Linked DNA regions of Xenopus laevis: region 2 is linked to region 1. Evidence: chromatin contacts called from public Hi-C data. All regions are on one chromosome and are shown on one strand. Each heading gives the region's core, a stretch centred on a gene start, on an enhancer-like site or on the middle of the called end of the contact. The rest is flanking DNA. Distances are from core to core; before and after follow the strand shown. Region 1 overlaps pik3cb.L (phosphatidylinositol 4,5-bisphosphate 3-kinase catalytic subunit beta isoform). Region 2 has its middle 25 kb from the start of foxl2.L.

Region 1 (7,042 bases), core at 1,448-3,947:
CCAAAGCGATCCAAAACAGCCCCACTTCAGCATCTGTTAAGCTGGCCATAGACGAAAAGTTCCGATTTTTGGACCGTGTGTGGAGAGTCACAACATTTTTCGTCCGGTGGAGATCGGTCGTTTGGTTGATCGGACAGGTTAAGAAATTTCTGTCGGCTGCCGATAATATCTCTGCGTGTATTGTCGATTGTACGATTTTCAGTGGGAGACACCAGCTTTGTCAGACATAACTTTCGTACGATTGCTGTAGGGGCAGAACATCGGCTGATCTGTTCTTTTACTAATTTATTTGATCAGAATGGTTAGTGGCAGGTTGGGAGATGGGGAAGTCCGATCGTTCAAGGATTCAAACGATCAGATCTTTGCATCTATGGCCAACTTTACTTTGTCTTCATGCAATATTTCGGAGTCTGAGTTTGAATGATAGTTAGGTCCAAATCTCTTTCGCATTGAAGATGTATAAGAGCTCCTTCTCGACCTTTAGGATTTCTGCCAAAATCAGCTATTTGGTTAGATTTTGTTTGTGCTGGAGTCAGTTATTTGAGTGAGCTCTAACAAATCTACTAGAAAATGCCCCCCCCCCCAGAGATATATTGAATCTAACTATAAATCAAAATCTGACACCCAACTCTTGGAAGAAGACAGAATGAAGAAAAAATTATGCTGCGTGTGAAGTTGTGATGGTTCCCCTTTAACTCAGTCAGCTGTTTGATAGTTGTTGACTCGTTATGGATTAATGATAAACAATGTGGAACACACAGAGGGAATCAGTTGTTTGCAGCAGTTAGGTTATTTACATGAAAATGAAAACACAATGAAATCTTTATAATAAAAAAAAAAGTAACTGTTATGGATAGACTAATTCAATTTATTCTTTAACTTCACCCAACAATTCTGAGTATTTTTATTGTGATGACAGTTGCCTTTTCACAAGCCTTTTCACCTGCCATGAAAGCACAACGAGCAATAATTTGCACTGCTGTCTCTCTGGGCTTGCTCTTAAATAGTCCACTGTTTAATGGTAAACTAGAAAGTTAATTATTAATTGCTGCCCTGGGGCAAGTTTTACTCTACAGAGGCTAGGAAGCTTTCATTGACGGCTGTATTTTGGAGGCTTGGGTTAGAGATTAGCCCTTTATAGGATACCGATATCAGTATAAAATGTGTTGTTTGTAAAAATAATAATTACATGGAAGGATCCCTCAGTAAGCACAGAGTTATCTACTATCTGTTCTACTTCTACTGTCTTGTCTGTTTGTACTACTAAGCTGGGCTGGTATAGCAGCATAAAATCATAAATTAGGGATGCACCGAATCCAGGATTTGGCCTTTTTCAGCAGGATGCGGCCAAATCCTTCTGCCTGCCAAACCGAATCTGAATCCTAATTTGCATATGCAAATTAGGGGCAGAGAGGGGAATCGTATGACTTTTTGTTACAAAACAAGGAAGTAAAAGATGTTTTCCCCTTCCCACCCCTAATTTGCATACGCAAACTAGGATTCGGATTCAACTCGGTATTCGGTGGAATCTTTGGCGAAGGATTCGGGGGTTCGTCCGAATCCAAAATAGTGCATGCCTATCATGAATATACCAATTTGCCTGAATACATGATCACGTACATAGATAATTCAATAGAATTATAGATATTGCATAAATAATGCAATACAATTATATATCTATGATTGTCATTGTGTATTGTTGCACAAGCTAAATCAATATTATGCCTTTAAATGTACAAGAAATGACTACTGTACTGAACAACCTGATATTACAGTTACAGTCTGGCGTGTTGGGAAATCTGTTCAGCAAATACTTGACTTAGCAGCCAGTCATAATACCGCATGTGTATGCCAAGGACAGTTGTTTTAACAGGACACTGGACTGTGGCCTCCTAGGTATAGTTTGATTTCTCTGGCAGTTTCTTACCAACTTCAACACACACTTTGTCCCCAAAAATAATATTGTGTGTCCTGGTATACTTTACTTGCAGCTTTGTTCCGCATCTTGGGCATGTAGGATGAGGGAATGTGTGAAGCTAAGTGTAGATGTCAATGGGATGATATTGTCCTTTCTCAAAGGAATTTTCTTATCTGCCTGATAAGACAGCTGAATTTTGGCCAGATATAGATCGGCAACTTTTATTGGCCCATGTATGGGCATACTTCATTACAGTGCAGTTTCCTTGTTCTCTTTCCTGTTTTCTATCTTTCTGTTCAATTTTTTCCTTCTTTCCTTTCTTTGTTGTCTCCTTTTACAGTCTACCCCCTAAATATTAGGGATGCACCAAATTGACTATTTTAGGATTCATCTGAATCCAGAATCCTTTGTGAAAGATCCGTCCGAATACTGAACTGAATCCAAACCCTAATTTGCATATGTAAATTAGGGTAATACGGGGGGGGGAGAGAACCGTGCGCACATCGAGTGGCTAAGAAGTTTTTGTCTTTCTGTGACGAAAAGTCATGTGATGATTCGGTTCAGCCAGAAACTTGGATTCGGCCAATCCCAAACTAAATCCTGGATTCAGTGCATCCTTACTAAATATATAGAAATGTACGTACGGACCCATACACATATTTATGGAGTGCTGCAGCAAGTAGTATAGAGAGAGAGATATCCTGTTCCTGACAGATATTGGTGTTGCTCCTGGGAACATTGCAGTAGGGAAGCACCTAGGTGCACCGAGGGGAGTGGTTGGCTAGGTCCGTCACACCTCTTGTGTGCCACACAATTGTGCCCCAGGAGATTCAGTGATCAGGATATTCAGGCCCAAAAAGTCAATAGAATCTATGAGAAAGTCCCTGCATTGTACTGTCCTTCTACACCACCCTACACACCAGGGCTTTAGAGAGTTGCATGTAGCCAGACTTCCATAGCAAAAGTCTATAGATGCAGGCAGTCCAATGGCACCTGTGCTTTAGAGTACTTTACATGCACTTGCCAAGTTTCCGTGTATTTTAAGATACCTGTAACACCTTCTGCTCTGCCCCAGTATTATTCACTTGTTGCCAAATTGATTAAGTCTCCAGTTTCCCTGATGCAAAAAAAAATATCAGTGGGTCATAAAATGTGCCCTCCGTGTCACCATTTCAGATTTTGCTGATGCAGAGGAAACACTACCCTTCCTAAAGTTATTACAGACTTATGCCTATAAGTGCAGGAAAAGAGATCTGTCTTTATTTCTGCAACTTCCTGACTTAATGGAGATTGTCTAATAGGGTAACACTGCCCCCTCATGGTAATTCTGGGGAAAAGACTTTAAAGAGATACTGACACTAGAAATTAAACTATTTTACATCTATCATAATATTGGCTTTGAAAGCTACTTATAACTTTGCCATAAAGTATTTGCACACTCCTTTTACATTACCTGTCTGATGCCCCATGTTCCTGTATGAGGGGGCTGCCATATTTGTGCAGCAGGAGTCCGTTAGCATTAGAAAATTTAACTTTGCCAACAGTCAGGTTGGCAAAACAGTCAGGTTTAGAAACTTCAACTACGGTAACAATTACTTACAAAAACAAACCTCTCAGAAAAAAAAACATCAACATTACCTATAGGTAACTTTTAATGTACATTCATATTTTAAAAAGTATTTTTTTAGTGTCAGTATAACTTTAAATTGGAATGACCAAGTCCAAAACAATTTGGAATATATATGGCCTAATTCTATTTTCAAAACTCATTTATATATTACATTGTTGTTGTGCCTACCCAGGTTCTTGGCTACTCCAGAAGCATCCTCACCATAATAAAAGTGCAGTGTGTTTCCTCCACTGGCAGCAGAGAATAGGTTGCTCTGAGCATTTTCATTCAGAAAGTGCAAAAACAAGCTGCTTCTGGCCAAAATAAGCCCTGTGTGCTCAGTGACCAGTGACTCTTTGACACTGCCATTACTGTGACTTTGTATACAGGACAGATTGTAGGCTGCACTGTGTTTGTACGCGATAATACTGTATTTAATGGGAGTTTAATGGGACAGTAAAGTAGCAAGAGTTTTAAAGGATTCCATAGACCCTAAATTGCCCCTTATCCCAGTACACAGGCTACCATTATATATTTCCTTAAAAAGCACCAGCATTCCGGACACGTGCCGATATTGTGTTTATTCCACCAACACTTCCATGGTCATCATTTGGATGCCAATATGGTGCTACTATATGGGATAGTAGAGGGTAGACATGGTCTCAAGCAGTTCCATGTTTGCTAAATTAACCTATTCACAAGCTCCTTGTATCTCTCTAAGTGTGTCTTAATTACTCCTGAATTTGTCAAGCCCAATCATTTGGTTGGTATTCAACAAATTCTATTTTAAAAAATATTCCAGCTTTATTTTCATATATTCCAGGCCTCTTCACTTACCTTTCTTCTGTATGGCAAAGGCTGTTTTTAGATATCAGCATGTCTTGAGGTTTTTTTTGTTTTTTTTCTAGGGACGTGGTGGGAAAAAGTTTAATATTGAACTCAAGGAGATCATGGAACGGGACCCTCTGTGCCAGTTGTGTGAGAATGAGAAAGATTTGATCTGGACCTTGCGGTACGACTGTAGAGAGAACTTTCCCGGCTCACTGCCCAAGCTTCTCTTGTCTGTCAAGTGGAACAAGCTGGAGGATGTGGCACAGGTATTGTTGCCTGGATACACAGGGTTTGTTTGTTCTGCTTTGGATAAAATAAGAGTCCCATTATATTTTATATATATATATATATATATATATATATATATATATATATATATATATATATATATATATATATTATATATATATATATTATATATTCTGATCTAAGCTAATGCATCACCAAGTCGTTTCTTTCATAACTTCATACAGAGGGATCATATTTATTGTGTTACCTCTCATTTACCAACCATTGTATGAACCAGAAATGTCCCAGCTCCTATTGAAGTACAACTGCCAGCTGCAGTAACTGCATGATCAATGCCCAGGGAATAAATAAAGACTTATTACAGAACACCTGTAAATATAGTGGCGAAAGTTTATTCACACAGGGCCACTTCTGAGTGTCTTCTCTCTTAGCTGAATTATCAATGAGATCCCAGGCTTAGAATGATGAGCATATAGTAGTTATGAATAATTTTAAATGAGTCTTGGGTGAGCAAGACCTTCTTATCCTCTACTGTCATTTCCAAACCCATATTTATTCCATTAGTCCAAGACTCGTTTTTGCTAAACGAATAGTGTAAAGCAGGGATCTGGAACCTTGGCTCTCCAGCTGTTAAGGAACTACAAGTCCCACAATGCATTTGCCTTTAGACTCCTTCATTAGACTCCTTCATTGCATTGTGGGACTTGTAGTTCCTTAACAGCTGGAGAGCCAAGGTTGCAGATCCCTGGTGTAAAGAGTCACACGACTTGCTGGCACTATAAGTACATTAAAGATAGTAATGATGATGATGAAGTGAGTGAGTAAATATGGTTCCTAAAGCGGGCAATGAGAATGAAACGGTGCAGCTGGCCCGGCTGTAAACAGGGTTTCCTGTCTGTACTCGCTGATTGCAGGTTGTGTGGGTGCAGAGTTGTTTTTAGACATCCTTTGGTCTCTGGGCGTCCTCTTGTCCTCACATTCTGAATGCCGATTATCTCTCCTGGTCACAGAGCTCCTCTAAAGCCCTCACTTCCCTTCCAGATTTGCAGCAACGGAATGTAAACACGCAGAGAGCTGTATTTTTGGAATTTCCTCACTCATCTCAGGTCACTTAGACCTCTGCTTCCTTCCAAACTTTGGCTCAGGGACTTCCAAAAGCTTGAAAGCCTGTCAGATAAATGCCATTCTGTTACTAGTCCCTGCGCAGATCCACATACACAAGCACTATATAAATCTCAGGACTTGTACATTATCCCTTTCTGATAAAACAATTTTCTTATTATATTCCATGGCAGTTTCTGCTCACGGGTAGCTGCAATTATACTTACTGCTAAAATATTCCTTGGATAAACCAGACCTGCACCAGCACAAATGGGGGGGAGAAGGCTTATAAATAGGTTCACGTTCACACCTTTTGCTAAAAATAATTGTTGACATTCTTTTGCCATGTATTTCTTCTTCTAGAGGAGTTAGTTAAAGGGATATTGTCATGGGAAAACATGTTTTTTTTTCAAAATGCATCAGTTAATAGTGCTGCTCCAGCAGAATTATGCACTAAAATCTGTTTCTTAAAAGAGAAAACGGATTTTTTAATATTTAATTTTGAAATCTGACATGGGGCTAGACATATTGTCAGTTTCCCAGCTGAGCCCAGTCATGTGACTTGTGCTCTGATAAACTTCAGTCACTTTTTACTGCTGTACTGCAAGTTGGAGTTATATCACCCCCTCCCTTTCCACCCAGCAGCTTAAAAGAACAGTGGGAAGGTAACCAGGTAGCAGCAAAAATCCAGGTCCCAATGCATCACATTCAGTTACATTGAGTAGGAGAAACAACAGCCTGCCAGAAAGCAGTTCCATCCTAAAGTGCTGGCTCTTTCTGAAAGCACATCACCAGGCAAAATGACCTGAAATGGCTGCCTACACCAATATTTCAACTAAAAAAATACACTTGCTGGTTCAGGAATTAAATTGTATATGGTAGAGTGGATTATTTACAGTGTAAACAGTGTATTTTAGAAATAAAATCTACACCACATAAAACTCATGACAGAATCCCTTCAACTGCTAACAACTCTGGGACTTGTAGTTTAGCCAGAAGACTACACACCAGCAGTCACTGCTGTGCAAAAGTCTAATATGTTTTTAGCCTTCAGTCTACCTTATCTTAACCTCGTTTTCTTCTGTATATTGCTTTTGGGTGGAAACATAATAGTTTGGAAGCTCCGTGTTCTAAATGTAGAAGTCCAGGTGCAAAGATAACAAAACAGGGCTGGGATTTCATACACAACAACTTCCTGTCCTGTCTGCCATGAGACAAGCACACAATAGTGTGATAAATAAGGAAGCAGAGACACACTCCGCAGGGTTAATAAGCGGTGCGCCTGGAAAATTCCTCCAGCTTCTTTATACCCACAGGGACTGGTCTGAATACCT
Region 2 (7,316 bases), core at 632-3,131, 120 kb before region 1:
ATTCAGGAGCTCTTCTACTAAACAAGATTTAAAGTTACAAACCAGTGGTTTAACCTCCTTAAAAATAAAAAAGAAAAAGAAATGGTTTTTCGTAAGAACGTGCATCTATGAAAATATTTATTAGTGGAAGAAGTGAAACTTCTTCACATAACTGAATAAACAGAAGGTGTACTTTTTGAGAAGCTTATGAAGAATTTTCATGTCTGTCTTGTTTTTTTGTTTTATTTAGAGTTAGAAAATATAAGTATGGGACCTGTTATCCAGAATGCTCAGGACCTGGCACTTTCTGGGTAATGGGTCTTTTCGTAATTTGATCTTAATACTTACGTTTACTAGAAAATCATGTAAACATTAAATAAACCCAATAGGCTGGTTTTGCTTCCAATAAGGATTAATTATATCTTAGTTTGGATCAAGTACAAGGTACTGTTTTATTATTACAGAGAAAAAGAAAATCATTCTTAAAAATTTGGATTATTTGAATAAAATGTATATTAGAGACGAGCTTCCCGTAATTCGGAACTTTCTGGATAATGCGTTTCTGAAAAACTGATCTTATACCTGTACAATAACAACCTTGAACAAAGGAAGTCACATTCTTAATATTACTGCAGGTACTATAGGTAACGCAATTGAATATTACGGCGAAGTGTTCTATTTTCTGCTTTCAGGTTACACCAAGTATTAGTTGCAGATTAACAGCAGCAAAGATTTCTAGAGAATCATTTATAGACAGATTAATTTAACACATCTCATAATCCCAGCATTAGCCTCCTGACATTTGAACAGGACGTGTCCTTATTAAAAGTTCAATACTATATAGAAGAACTAACACATAGATGTTACTGTCACAGCCTGGTCACCCTGAGTAACACATTCACATACTGTTAAATACTACACCAAACTTTTTCACACATTTTAAAAATTGAACCATCACACAAGACACAAAATATATGTATATGAAAAAAGACGTACAGTATATAAGGTTACAACAAAAATCTGTTCTATTTTCTAAGTATATTTTCCAAAAACTTACTCATTTGCCATTTTTGAAAGGATCAGAATATTGTCAGCTGAATATTTTTTTTTATTATTTTTTATTATTTTTTTAATTCAGCAGAATTAGAGGTTCCTATATTGTGGCACATACATATCAGCTCTTTTTTATCTGCCCATCTCCTGTGTTTCTCCAAGAGCAGCAAAAAGAAATAATAAAATGTATTCCTCGCATTGGGAAATCATCTATTTTGTTTATTTTTGTATATTCACTTGGGAAATAAATATACTGAAAATATGAATGAGTTATAAGTGATGTTTAAAGGATCCTCTCCCCTGCTGGTTCTGCCATACAGGAATTGCCATTCTGGGTGTCAAGGGTTAACAGAGATGAAATATTTTAGATGACAGGGAATAAAAAGCAGCTTTTTACCCGAATCCTGTTAATGGTTTGGCAGCCGGCGTGTGTGTTTGGATTAGGTGTTTACCTCCCTCTCTAACTGAACTTGTCAGAAACTCCCAGTCCATTACCCCCTATGGAGCACGATCTGGACTTTCAGTTCCCTCAGCCAATTAGATTGCTGGCTTGTTGCTCGTATCCCTTTATGTGTTGTCAAAATATCTATTTTTTTAAGGTATATATTTTTCCATGTCATTAAATCCCTTTTAATGTACAGTAGATTATTTTAGATCACATTTAAATTGAATTTCTTTAATTCTGGGGAAAAAAGAAGATTGCCACTGTCCTGTTGCATATTCCCTCATATACCAGGTCCCACCGACTGTTTTCTACTGTTTTAATCCCAGCTGAATGGCTTCTGAAGAGTCTATGGCCTGGGGCACACCTGGCAAAGGGACTGTCTCAGTGCTTTCAGGCAGTGGTTCCGTACATGTCACTGTTCCCCATTCAAAAGAATGGGAAATGCACTGCCTAAGGCAGACACTGTCAGTTGCCCTTCCCGTCACCACCAGTGTCTGCCATAGGCAAATATTTCCCATGTTTATCATATGATAACGATGACAGTCAGGGGAAGGGTGTTTTGACTGCTGCGGTTCTGCCTGACAGTACCGTGATAGCAAAATTGCCAGATGTGCCATAGAACTAAAATTCAACGGTCCTCCTTAGCTCTTTAACCCATTACACACTGTAGATTGTAGAACCGAAGGTGCCGGCAATCCAATTACCAAATTCCAGAGCTGTAGATTCTATGTTTCCATGTACAGATCTATGGAAAACTGCAATCCCACAGCAGTCATGGAAAGGGTTAATACCCCAGAACAGCAGCCTGATGATTTGTTTAAACAATAACAGTGAGGGGGGTGTGATAAGCAAATAAATAAAAGCATCTGATTTTCGCATCCCTTATCCCTTATCTTTTCTTCCCTCGATTTTCATTCTAGCCAGTGAGAAGGCAGGGGAAGGCAGTTCGGGGAGATTGGTCCGAAGAAGAGGAGATTTGTCGCCTCACAAGGAAACTTTGGGTGACTTCAGAAAACGGATCGCTCTGATTGACATCTTGCCGGCAATTTTCATTCTAGCCGGTGGGAAGGCAAGGGAAGGCAGTTCAGGGAGATTAGTCGTCCTGAAGAAGAGGAGATTTGTCGCTGGCAGAATTGCATACATACTGCTTCATTTTCCGAAGTCGCCCACAGTTTCCTCACAAGCAAACTTCGGGCGAACAGAAAAACAAAGCTAAGTATGCTATCCTGCTGGCGATTCACATTCTTGCCAGTGGGAAGGCATTGCAGGGAGATTAGTCACCCGAAGAAGTTCATCATCATCATCATCATCATTTATTTATATAGCGCTGTCAAGATACGCAGTGCTTTTGGGCGACTAATCTCCCCCGAATCTTACTGTGTGCCACCAGCCTACGGAGTCAGAATTAAACACACCCCCTCATGCTACTAGAAAAACTATTAATATTACTAAGTGTAAAACTAGGGCCACATGGGGGCCAAAATTAGTAAACCGAAATCTGCTGTCTGATTTCAGCTCTACCACGAGCAATAGCCCCCTCTCTCTTCCACATTGTTGTGAAAAGACGGCGGATTTCGGCTCAAGGATTGTCGCTGAAGACCACACGAGGTGATTCAGTGTGGAAGAGAGAGAAATCTCTCTGAAATCAGCCAGCGGATTTCGGCTAGCTGATTTAAGCCCCGTGTGGCCCTAGCCTAATTGTTTTTTTTCTTAGAATTATATCAAACTGGAATGGGACCTGTTATAAATAGTTTTTAAAAATGTGAGTCACCATGGCTCAGGTTTTCTGACCTTGTCAAGTTCAAGCCCCAGCCCTCTCTCTCTCTCTCGAGGTGCAACATTTAGGCAGGGCCTCACATAACTCAAAATAAGATTACAGAAATACCCAGCAAGTTGCTTTCCACCTGTATTCATCGGGCACAGTGATTTCAGGCAGTTTTGGATAGCGAAGGCTACAAAGTAGGGGAACAAGCACCTATAATAGACCTTGGCTGTTGGAAACAGATGGGAGTTGTGCAGACGTTGGATATGGGTGATATTTATGCCATCCCACCCTCACAGCAAGCTGTACCAAGTGGCGTAACTACATGTTACTGGGCCCCACTGCAAATTCATTTTAGAGCCCCACCCAATATATCTAGAGGTTGACCTTTATACAAATATATGTTGAAATTGCTCAATATACCTCCTGGGGCCCCCTGCAGCCGCAGGGTCTGCTTCCTCTGTAGTTACACCCCTGCCTGTACCCTATAGATCCATTGATTCTGATGGCCCATGCAGCCTTTTCTGGCCAGGACTCTAATGCAAAATCACATTAACAACATACTCATTTGGTTTATACTTTTAAAATGAATCCATTAGTTTATATTATTAATGTATTATTTTAAAGGGCAAGTAGCATCCTGATCAATATATTATTAATAAGAAGACCTACCCATTGCATAAAACTATTCCTTGTAGCTCAGGTATGAAAAGTAATCAGGAGGCCTCATGTCTGTAGGCAGGTACATTGCTGCTCTATGGAATGAAAGTATTACAGCACTTTTGTCCGGCTCCCCAGCAATAGACGAACTCCCGGACACCTGCAGAATTTCAGATTCTCTAAGCAATGGCAATAAGCAGGGGGTTTCCAATTCTGCTCATATAATAACAATACAATACAGGAAAAACTTTTGCAGGCCCCAAATTATGTCTGTTTGATTTGCAGATCCACATAAACATAATTACTACTTACGTTTTTTTGCTGGCAAGTCCAAAACAATGTTGCAACTGTAATAGAAACCAGCAGACAGGCTGCCCTCTAGTGAGCGATGTGAAACACTGCATGCTCTTTCTGCCAAGCAACAGGACAATAACAGGAAAGTGCAACAATAAAAAATATTCTTCATTAGGTTTCATTAGGTTCTTTTGCACCTGAGTAAGGGAGGTAGGAGCCCCTTGAAATGTTGTACACCTGATGCACTTTATACACATTAGTTTAAAGCTATAACATATGTTAATGGAAGGGTTTGGAACCCCAGTGGAAATTTACAACTATTTAATTGTAAGCAAGGTGAAAACTCCCGGTACTGCACTATATTCAGTTTGTATTTTAAAATTAAACAATAGTTTGCTTAATGTTACATTATTACTTGGCATTAAATGGGTTGTTCACATTTAAATTAGCTTTTAGTATGATGTAGAGAGTGATATTCAGAGACAATTTGCAATCAGTTTTAATTTTTTTATTATTTGTGGTTTTTGGGTTATTTAGTTTTATATTCAGCGGCTCTCAAGTCTTCATTACTAGGGTCCAAGTTACCCTACGAGATGGCCTGAATTTGAAAAAAATGGCTTACAGAGCATTTAGATAGGGTCAGTGACCCCCATTTCAAAGCTGGAAAGAGTCAGAAGAGGAAAACTATAAAAAAAAAAGAAACAATGAAGGCCAATTGAAAAGTCGCTTAGAATTAGCCATTCTATAACATACTAAAAGTTAATTTAAAGGCGAACCACCCCTTTAATATGGGCATGTACAATGTGACCCTTGTCTGCTGTGATCTAACTGCTGATAGGCTGGAATGGTTTACTGGACTTTGATCATTATTATCCCATGTGTACCAAATATCAACTAATTCTCTTGAACTATGTTCAGGTCTGTAGCTTAATGCATAGAACATAAGAAAGTTACATAGCGCACATCCTTATTCGTTGAGATATAAGCCCCTGATGCCAGAGCACAGGCCCCAACAACCCCACTGCTGATGTTAGATCCCAAATAACAAGGGGGCAGACCATAGGATGCAAGGAAGGTATGAGGCTGCTATATGTGGGCTGCCTTGTGCAATAAACTGAATTAGGGCTGAAGCAGCTTTCATTAAGGTCTGATAAATAATTTTTGAATATGTTATAGCACAACTGAAATCCCTAGACTTACAAAATCTTTGTATGTGACTATCTTTGTATGTGACTATTTGCTTTATTTTGGCTCCATTTATAGGACCTGTTTGTCCTTATTGTAATTTTGCACAGCAGAGACGTTATAAATAACCGCATTGCCCACCCTTTACTCCCCCCCCCCCCCGCACCTCCCTCCCTGCATTCTCCTGGTTTGCCTTTTGGCCCGTCCATCTCTGTGCGTCTTTATTTCATTTCTGCCAGTGTCACTGTGTCAGGGGTTGGAGGTCAGACGGCAGTGTTATTCTTGCACTGGGACTCTCTCTCTTATTTCTCCCCTAATTAGATCAGAGGTACAGTGTATAATAACAGGGCAGGCTAAAGATCTCATCTGATAACCCATTCCCTTATGATATGAAGATCTCCCTACCAGGGGGCCAGGAAAACAATTCTCGGCATACTGTAGGTTCTGTGTGACTCATTCCTGGCTCCATGAACTCTCATCAGGGGGCACTTGCACTTTCTAACACACTCATGCGTGTATGTGTGTATGTGTGTGTGAATATATATATATATATATATATATATATATATATATATATATATATATATATATATATATATATATATACCTGTAAATATATATATAAAACAGAAAGCTTTGAATTATGGAAAGGCCATCTCCAATTGACTCCATTTTATTCGAATGATCCAAATTTTAAAAAATGATTTCCTTTTTCCCTGTAATAATAAAACAGTAGCTTGTACGTGATCCCAACTAAGATATAATTAATCCTTATTGGAAGCAAAACCAACCTATTGGATTTATTTCATGTTTACATGTTTTTCTAGTAGACCTAAGGATATGAAGATCCATTATCCAGAAAACTCCAGGTCCCAAACATACCAATATATATGGGTAAACGGTATGTGTGCTCTGGAGGAAAATCAGCTGTGTAGCTCAATATCAGAGGCAGGTAGAGGTATTTTAGACATTGCTGCAACTGCATTTCAAGGTAATTTATCCAATAAGGAATTGATAATGAAGGTTTTACGGTGGCATGGCCTCCCCAAAAAAAAAGACCAACTACTATATATTAATATGTAACTATAAGTTCTGCAATGGAAAGTCTTCTGTTCATATCCTCCCCAAACAAATATGTCATCTTCCTCCCCTGTGTATACAATATTAGTAATACATGTATATTTTACTCTTCTCAGAAGAAAGCTATTCATATGTATCAATATATAGAGAGAGAGAGAGAGAGAGAGAGAGAGAGAGAGATTTATTGTATTGTATTATTGTCATTTATATTTATTGTAACTGTACATTTATTATAACTGCACTGTATATAATATAATGTATATATAGATTGATTGATAGATATAGATAGATTATAACTGTATTGTACAATAATGTATTACTGAACAGTTCACATGTAAACTCACCCTTAGTTTCCTGAGCAGTTTGGTTAATTCCATTGATGTTGCTGGATCCTCCCTGCACATGAGTGATTAAGCCCAGGGGTGACTAAGGTACCTATTATATAACACTGCTATGCTGTGACTTAACAGGGGAATTCACTTCACGCAGTCACATGTGAGCAACTACATACTTACTGAATACTTTGTGTGTCCAGGGACGTGTTTGGCCTGTTTGGACTCATTAGTTTCCTGATTCAGCTCTGCCCGACTGACAGCAGAAGATCACTTGTACATGTGGCCATATTTTCCATGTGGCCAGGGATCATATGTATGCACCTAGAATGTATAATGAATTAACCAGGGTGTCCTTTCTGAATTGGCTTTAATCCTCCTGTTTCATTCTGCAAGCTTTGCTGTTGCAACCCATGTTAGATTGTTTTGCATATACTATATGGCTTGCACTATATAAATAAATGATGAGCACAATGCTCCCAGTTATTTCCAGTTTTGCTCACTTGTACCCAGGGCCGCCATTAGA

What was found. A called contact is a pair of places that touch in the nucleus more often than the background predicts.
Region 2: a Hi-C map of the XTC cell line shows a contact between it and region 1, with 6 times the contacts expected there. The contact joins two enhancer-like sites. A contact is called at or near these places in 2 of 4 Hi-C or Micro-C datasets (the XTC cell line and animal cap).

The regions. Positions count from the first base shown.
Region 1 is chr5L:137,780,181-137,787,222 of Xenopus_laevis_v10.1, reverse strand. pik3cb.L (phosphatidylinositol 4,5-bisphosphate 3-kinase catalytic subunit beta isoform) reads left to right here. Exons shown (of 25, transcript XM_018263924.2): 14 at 4,436-4,624. Among protein-coding and RNA genes, the nearest start is that of LOC121393826, 25 kb to the right of the region's middle. Within about 2 kb of position 2,697, at least 1 of the 7 cell types and tissues checked has an H3K27ac peak or open chromatin away from gene starts, as enhancers often do.
Region 2 is chr5L:137,903,441-137,910,756 of Xenopus_laevis_v10.1, reverse strand. No RefSeq gene overlaps it. Among protein-coding and RNA genes, the nearest start is that of foxl2.L, 25 kb to the left of the region's middle. Within about 2 kb of position 1,881, at least 1 of the 7 cell types and tissues checked has an H3K27ac peak or open chromatin away from gene starts, as enhancers often do.